2 separate regions of the Mus musculus genome follow, and region 2 is linked to region 1. A link is a contact called in public ChIA-PET data. All regions are on one chromosome and are shown on one strand. Each heading gives the region's core, a stretch centred on a gene start, on an enhancer-like site or on the middle of the called end of the contact. The rest is flanking DNA. Distances are from core to core; before and after follow the strand shown.

Region 1 (3,926 bases), core at 508-3,007:
TGTAGGCCTATTCATGAGTATACGCATGAATGTGAGTACATGTGTGGAAGCCAGAGCACAATCTCATGATTCATTCTTCAGATACCTTCAGTATGTGTTATAGTTCTGAAGGGAAAGGCTTCCCCATTACCTTTGGGGATGGAAATGGGGTGGGGGTTAGGGGTGGAGGGGTTAGGGTGGGGGAGGGTTGTTTCCCCCAATGCAAGTGTAACACCATCTCTGCTCCAGCAGGGGGAGATGTCCCCAGTGAAAGTGTTATAGCTCTGCTCAGAGATACTCTGGCAGTCCTGAGCCAAGGAATACCACAAAGTCCCACCCAGCATACAACCAACCTCACACAGGAAACTTACTGCAAGGGGAAACCCGCGGAGGGTGGCGGCCTCTGCTGGGGTGAAAAGCGGCAGAAGCTCAGCGGGTTTTGTATAGGGTTTCTTGGTGGGGCGGGACAGGCGATGAAGACAGAGCTTTCCAGGGTGTCCAGGGAGGGAGTGGTGGGATTTTTGTGGCCTGATTTTGGGGCAATTCTAGGGGTTGGTGGGAATTTTGTGCTCAGGGATTGGTGGGATTCTGTTTCTTGGCCCTGATTTTGAGCTTGGGGTCAAGATAGGGTCAAGGTTGCCTGGTCTGGGGGTCAAGTCAGGGTCACAATGTTCTTTCCCTTCACTTTTTACTCTCTACCATCTATATTTTTTGCTTTTAGAAAAGATTTTATGTGTCTCTGTGCATCTGTGCGCATGTGCCCCGGAGGCCAGCTCTGGAGGCTATAGGAAGGCAATCAGTCCTTTGGAACTGGACTCACTGTCTGGCCCTTGTGAACCTTTCAATGCAGGGAATCAAACTCTAGTCTTCAGGAAAAGCAGCAAGTGTTCTTAGAACCACGGAACCATCTCTAGCTGCCCCTTATTGTTAATTGTGAATTTCATATATCAATACCATGTTTTTTTTTTTTTTTTTTTTTTTTCCACCTGCCTCTGCCTCCCAAGTGCTGGGATTAAAGGTATACGCCACCACTGCCTGGCTTAGTCACATTTTCTTGTTGGCCTGAAGTCACCCAAGGAGGCTTGTTTGGATGACCCAAAATTTGCCTCTCTATTCTAGCCAGTGCTTTTGGTGTCTTTATACTGACTTTCCCCCTCCCCCAAATATGTACCCTGAAGATCAGCCCCTGCATACATACACACACACATACATACATTCATACATAAATACATACATACATACACACATACATATATACACACACAAGAGTTTACTTAGGGTAGCTTACAGGAACGTATGCAATTTACCACTGATTATATACCATTGAAGAAAATGCCTTTTCTTCCCTTTTACTAAGCCTATGGATCTTGGGGGTGGGGTGAATGGGGGTTTAAGTGAGTGAGGGGTGATGAGCCCTTTTCCCTAGCAACCGTTAACTGCCTACCGAACTGGGGGATGGGCAGGGCCTCAAGAACCTTTTCTCTTCAAGTGACTTTAAAAACCGACAGTTTTGTAACTCAGAGATTTACCTAGCGGGGAGGGGAGCGCAGCCAGGAATTTGTGACTTGATCCGCGGAACTACATGGGTTAATCAAAACGAGAAACTACATCTCCCGGTAGGCCTCGGGCAGGTGTTTCTCCTGCCCTTTCGTTGGTTCTGTGCTACCAATGACAGTTAGATATTTGAATAGACCAATAGTAGCATGGAACGGTTCTTATTTAGGCGGGGCCATAGGTTCGTCCAATCGTACAGGACTTAGAAAACCATCCTAGCCAATCTAAGGGCTAAGGGGCGGTGCCTGAGGCGGGGCTGCAGACCAAGCTGCCGCGGAAGATGGCGGCTGAGGCGCCGAGTGGAGGGGAGGCGCCGGTCTGCGACTCTGGCCGGAGGTGAGCCAAGTTTTCCGTCCTGCTGCCTAGGAGACGGGACTGTGGGCTAGCGATGTCGCCGCCCTGCCCTTGAGTCACCGTGGTCCACAGGCCCGGGCTTTGTTCCTCTCTCCCGTGGTGTCTACGCCGACGCGCCTGCGGGGGCTGAGGCGGGTCTTTGCGGTCCGTGCTTCCCGCTGCGCTGCTCTCCGCGAGTCCCACGGCCGTGTGTGGAGCCCTCCCGACGCTCTGGCTGCAGACCCCCGGGCCACGGTCATGGTGTCTGCCCTGGCGCCGAGCGTTTTGAGTGGCAACTGAAGCCCAGAGCGGTTTAGAGAATCCCACAACGCCCCGGGAGCTTTAAATGTCCTTCGTGACAGCCTCTGCGCTTTACTCAGAGCCGCGACTTGAGTGATGGTTAAAAGGGATTTTTGTCCCCTAAGCTGGCTGACCTTTCTCGGCTTCAGCCTTCTTCTGTAAATAAACATAACGATACTTATTTCAGAACCTGGACGGGATGACACAACCTATTTAAAGCGCATAGCACCCATCCTGGCAAACACTTCAAAATACGATAGATTTTTATGTTTCCTTGAAATTGTGATCTCATTTCTTCTTTCTGGAACGAGTACTGTCCCTGTCATAAAGTCGAGCCTTTCTTAACCGATTACAAACAAATATTTGGAGTCTGACACACTCCAATAGAATGAGATTACTTACATTGTCAGAGAGTATGATCAATGCTATGCTTTGGTACGGAGTTAGTACAGAACAGAAGAACCAAGAATTTTGGGAAACCGAGTTTGTGAGCCTGATTTTTCCTGAGCCCTGATGGGCTTGTGTGGGTATTGTTACTGTTTTGTATGGAGGAGTTTTCCACTCTTTGACCTTTTATTTCTCCCGGGAACTGTGCCCGTGGGTTGATAAATGTCATTAGATTATCTCTCCTCCGACTCGAAAATCCTGAATTGTAATGAAAATGAGGACAAATGAAATACTGTTCTACAGCAAGAGGACTTAGAATTCTTCCTTGAGGCTGCTGTCAACTGAATGTAAAATTTGAAACTGTTAACTATCTGACCAACACAGTTTTCTCTGAATCTGAAACCCTCTATTGTCGTTACTGAGACAGGTTCTTGCTAAGTACCTCGGCTGGACTGGAACTCCCAGTCTCGTTTCAGCTACCCGTGTACTTGTCAATTGCATATTGCAGGGGATTAGTCTGGGGGTTCTTGTGAGGCTTATTTATTTATTTATTTATTTTTGAAACAGAGTCTCTCATGTAATCCAGGGAACCCCAATCTTGAGCTTCCGAACCTCCTTCCTCTGCCTCCCAAGTGCTGGAATTACAGGCATATGCCACCAAGCCCTGTCTTATGTGCTGCTAGGCAAGCCCCCTACTGACTGAGCTGCATCCCCAGCCCCATTTAATCAATGGGACTAACACTTTTTAAATCTGTCATTTATCGTGCTTGTGTATGCCTGTGCACACACACTTAGGTACCACAGTGCATGCACAGGAGAGCAGAAAGCAGCTCACGGTTCTCTTCTTCCACCGAGTGGATTTGAGGATCATGCTTGGGTTGTAGGCTTTGCAGGGAGTGCCGTTACTCACGGAGGCATCTCACTGCCAAGGTGTGTAGCCCAGCACTTACAGATATGCTGCATAACTCTGTCTTTGGCCTCTCATACACGTCCTGAGGAGACAGTCGCTCTCTGAGAACATCTTCTGTGGGCTCCATGTCTTGCAGCAGTGGGCACAGAAATGACTGTAGATTCAGTACTGGGCAGTAATGTAGATAATTGATATCTCTGGGTACTGAAAGGGTTTGCTCTAGGAAGAAAAGCCTAGGGAAAGGAGAGAGACAAGGCGGGATGACGGCTGTCTGTTAGACCCCGGAGATGCTGAGGACCGGTTGGCAGGATTCCTTATGTTGAGCCTTGGTAGTCCTGCCTTGAGTTGGGATCTGCCCTGCACTGAGTTTTCTTCCCTGCCGTGATATGGAGAAGTTGAGCACCATGCTTACTGAGCAGCTCATCAAGAACAGATACAGACATAATGCCTCTTTTCATCTGTG
Region 2 (3,555 bases), core at 41-2,540, 72 kb before region 1:
AGTCAGATCTTGTTACGGATGGTTGTGAGCCACCATGTGGTTGCTGGGATTTGAACCCTGGACCTTCGGAAGAATAGTCGGGTGCTCTTACCCACTGAGCCACCTCACCAGCCCCTCCTTTCTCTTTCTTTTCTCTTTTCTTTTTCCTTTTTCCTTTTTTTTTTCCTGGATGCACTCAGGTTCTCCTGGATGCTGGGCATGCCCTCTGAGCCACACCCCCAAGATCTTGTTTAGAGCTGGCCTGCCTATGCCTTTGCTCATTCTCACTGCCCTGTCGAAAATGCTTACAATGTGCAGTGTTCAGCCCAGTAGCACCCTCCTGAGGACCAGTCTCCCTGCTCCCCGCCAGTTTGTATAGTAGCTAGAGGAAGATGTGTGCAGGCGGACACAGATGTCAGGGCAGGCTGGGATGAGCTGGCGAGGCCTGGGAACTCCTTCAGCTTAGAGGAGAGCGTGCTAGTCAGAGAGTGCCAGGTCTATCTCCCTATATTCTGATGCCTGTGCCCAGGCTTGGGTGTCTGCTATTTATTACTTTTATTTTCTTAGATTTGATTCTATTTTATGTGTGTTTTGCCTGCATTATGTGCCTGGTGTCACATAGATGAGAAGGCAGCAGCTCCCCTGAAGCTGTGAAAGTGGAGTTTAAGACAGTTGTGAGATGCCATGTGGGTGCTGAGAATGGAAGTGGGTCCTTTAAAAGAACAAGTACTTTGAATCACTGAGCCCTGGCCTCAGCCCCCTTATATGTTATTTAGTGGTGGTGAGAATGGTTTGGAAATCCAGTCTGGCTTTGTCCCTGAAGCTATGGCTCCTGTTTCCAGACCAGCTTCTCTCTGAATCCTCTCTAGTAGATGCTTGGGGAATGTCACAGGATGGAGTGGAACCCAGTCCCCTTCCTTATTATCTCCACGTCTCGTTTGCCCTCTCAAGAGCAAGGTCCACGGTGTACAGAAGAAGGCCTACCGCGTGCTGGAGGAGGTGTGTGCCAGTTCTCAGGGCCCGGCAGCCCGCTTCGTGCAGAGCCACCTGGATGATCTGAAGAAGACTCTGCTGGACTCGCTTCGGACCACATCCTCGCCTGCTAAAAGGGTAAGGGTTCCGGGCTGCCTCGTCTGCAAGGGAGGGAGGGCGTCAACAGGCACGCCCAGGGGTCAGGGTGACACTGGAGGACCCCGGTGTTGTTGTTGTGCCCACAGCCCCGTTTGAAGTGCCTCATACATATTGTGAAGACGCTGTCGGCTGAGCATGAGGAGTTCATAGCTGCCCTCATCCCAGAGGTGAGGGGTTGTGGAGGGATGTGGGTTGTGGTTTCTTAGTGTGGATTCCAAGAGAGGCCCGAGGAGGGAGGGCTGTAGGTAACAGTGGGAGCACACGCTCCCTTCACTGCCTAGTGCATGTGTAGGCGTGAAGAGCTCACCCAGGCTGCCCCTCAGTTCCATGTCCTGACAAAGGCTGTTTGGCCAGGTGATCCTGTGCACCAAGGAGGTGTCAGTGGGTGCAAGGAAGAGTGCGTTTACCTTGCTGGTGGAGATGGGCCATGCTTTCCTGCGATTTGGCTCCAACCAGGAAGGTGAGAGTGTGGGCTGTGGACTGAGAGCTGGGGTGGACAAACTGCCTTGGCCCAGAGAAGACTTTTTTTTTTTTTTTTTTTTGGTTTCTCGAGACAGGGTTTCTCTGTGTAGCCCTGGCTATCCTGGAACTCACTCTATAGACCAGGCTGGCCTCGAACTCAGAAATACGCCTCCCTCTGCCTCCCAAGTGCTGGGATTAAAGGTGTGCGCCACCATGCCCAGTGAGAGAAAAGTCTTAAAGCCTCTGTCCAGTCTTAAGAGAAAAGGTGGAGGGAACGCCTTGTCTTGTTCTGCCTGTGGCTTTGAGTGGACTGCACTGAAGGCCAATAGTACCCATCCCTGAGCACCCTGTCTTCGAGTAACTGTCCCACTCTCTGTCCTCAGACGCTCTGCAGCGGTACCTTGTCCTCATCTATCCTGGCCTTCTGGGTGCAGTTACCACAGTTAGTTGCAGCATTTTGGCTCTGACCCACCTCTTGTTTGAGTTCAAAGGTAAGTGTTTACCTGAAGGGTGCTGTTATGGTAAAGAGTGCTCCAAACATCAGGACAGGGTGATGCCAGAATGGGGAAAAGCATCAGGATGCAGCAAACAGACCCAGAACCCGGCCTGTCTGCTTCCTAGTCTCTTCCCACAACATTCTCCCTTCATCCTTACATTCGCACCACCCATCAGCTTTAGGCCCCAGTGTCCTGGGACTTTTGTCAGATTGGTCAGAAAGAGGGTTGGCCTGTCCCTATGTCTTAGTTCTGGTCCCTCCTCTTACCAACCACATCAAACTTTGAGCATCTTTACTAACCTCTCAGAACCCCTGCTAGTCTCTAAGATAAAAGATGTATGGATACTCCATGGGTGGTGTTCAAGCTGTTAGACCCAGAAAGGCCCTGAGAACATCTGACCCCTGGGTGGGTCTTGGGTTTGAGGGGCTCAGGTATCTGACAGCAGCCCCTGTGCACAGGGCTGATGGGGACCCGTGGGTGGCTCTTGGGTTTGAGGGGCTCTGGTATCTGACAGCAGCCCCTGTGCACAGGGCTAATGGGGACCCGTGGGTGGCTCTTGGGTTTGAGGCTCTGGTATCTGACAGCAGCCCCTGTGCACAGGGCTGATGGGGACCCGTGGGTGGCTCTTGGGTTTGAGGCTCTGGTATCTGACAGCAGCCCCTGTGCACAGGGCTGATGGGGACCAGCACAGTGGAGCAGCTCCTGGAGAACGTGTGCCTGCTGCTGGCCTCTCGAACCCGTGATGTGGTCAAGTCCGCGCTAGGCTTCATCAAGGTTGCTGTGGTGGTCATGGACGTGGTGCACCTTGCTAAGCATGTGCAGCTAGTGGTGAGGCTCCATTGTGTTCACTGGGGGGCAAGAATGGACTCTGCGGGAGGGACTCTGGGCATATTAGTTCAGAGCGTTTTCACTACGCTCTGAGCAGCAGAAGGACATTAAGGAGCCTTAGAGGGGCTTGTAGGAGAGTGCTGACTGACAAAGAAGGCACAATGCTTATAGTGTCTCTTAGGCCAAGGGACAGGGCTTCTCCAATGTTGTACAGATAGAGAACCAGGCAGGTACTTATTTTCAAGGTCTAGTCTCAAGACTGCACTCGCTCTTTGTAGGGTCACTCTTCCTATCCCTGCCAGGGCACAGAGGAGCTGAAAATTAGGGACACACTCCCTGCAAGCTGGAATTGCTTGCTAACAGTTTCCACTTCCAGCTGGCAGAGTCACATGGCCCTCAGATCTCTTTTGCATATCTTTTCTGAGTCAAACCTTAGCTTCCAGGAAGAAAGCAGGGATAGATATTCTCCAGAAGCCTCACTGGGAGCCAAAGGCTTAAGGCAAGGCTAGGGTGGAGATCTACTGGATCTCTTTATATTTAGAACTTCCCGAATCCTACTAAAGGGTATGTGGGGACCTTGTTCTCTGCCCCCACTGCAGGCAGACCTTACAGATAATAAGGTTTGCCACTCCCATGTGTCACCATCTGGGCCTGGATG

Evidence for each region. ChIA-PET counts read pairs in DNA pulled down with a chosen protein or histone mark.
Region 2: an RNA polymerase II ChIA-PET map of effector CD8 T cells shows a contact between it and region 1, with 35 read pairs. The contact joins the enhancer-like site here to the promoter of Arhgap19 in region 1. A contact is called at or near these places in 4 of 39 promoter capture datasets (the 3T3-L1 cell line, HPC-7-derived erythroid cells, liver and 1 more), 13 of 484 Hi-C or Micro-C datasets (the Ba/F3 cell line, the CH12 cell line, ECoMG-derived neutrophils and 8 more), 4 of 115 datasets of contacts at active chromatin or transcription factors (the HPC-7 cell line, the SCID.adh cell line, effector CD8 T cells and 1 more) and 4 of 9 other capture datasets (adipose tissue, embryonic stem cells, liver and 1 more).

What each region holds. Positions count from the first base shown.
Region 1 is chr19:41,799,915-41,803,840 of GRCm38.p6, reverse strand. It overlaps Arhgap19 (Rho GTPase activating protein 19), which reads left to right and starts at 1,757. Exons shown (of 12, transcript NM_027667.3): 1 at 1,757-1,869. The coding sequence starts at 1,814.
Region 2 is chr19:41,872,251-41,875,805 of GRCm38.p6, reverse strand. Rrp12 (ribosomal RNA processing 12 homolog (S. cerevisiae)) reads left to right here. Exons shown (of 34, transcript NM_199447.2): 21 at 931-1,089; 22 at 1,197-1,277; 23 at 1,465-1,570; 24 at 1,956-2,063; 25 at 2,740-2,897. Among named protein-coding and RNA genes, the nearest start is that of Rrp12, 22 kb to the left of the region's middle. Within about 2 kb of position 1,290, at least 25 of the 459 cell types and tissues checked have an H3K27ac peak or open chromatin away from gene starts, as enhancers often do. A contact at or near this core is called in the SCID.adh cell line and effector CD8 T cells, where this site is marked.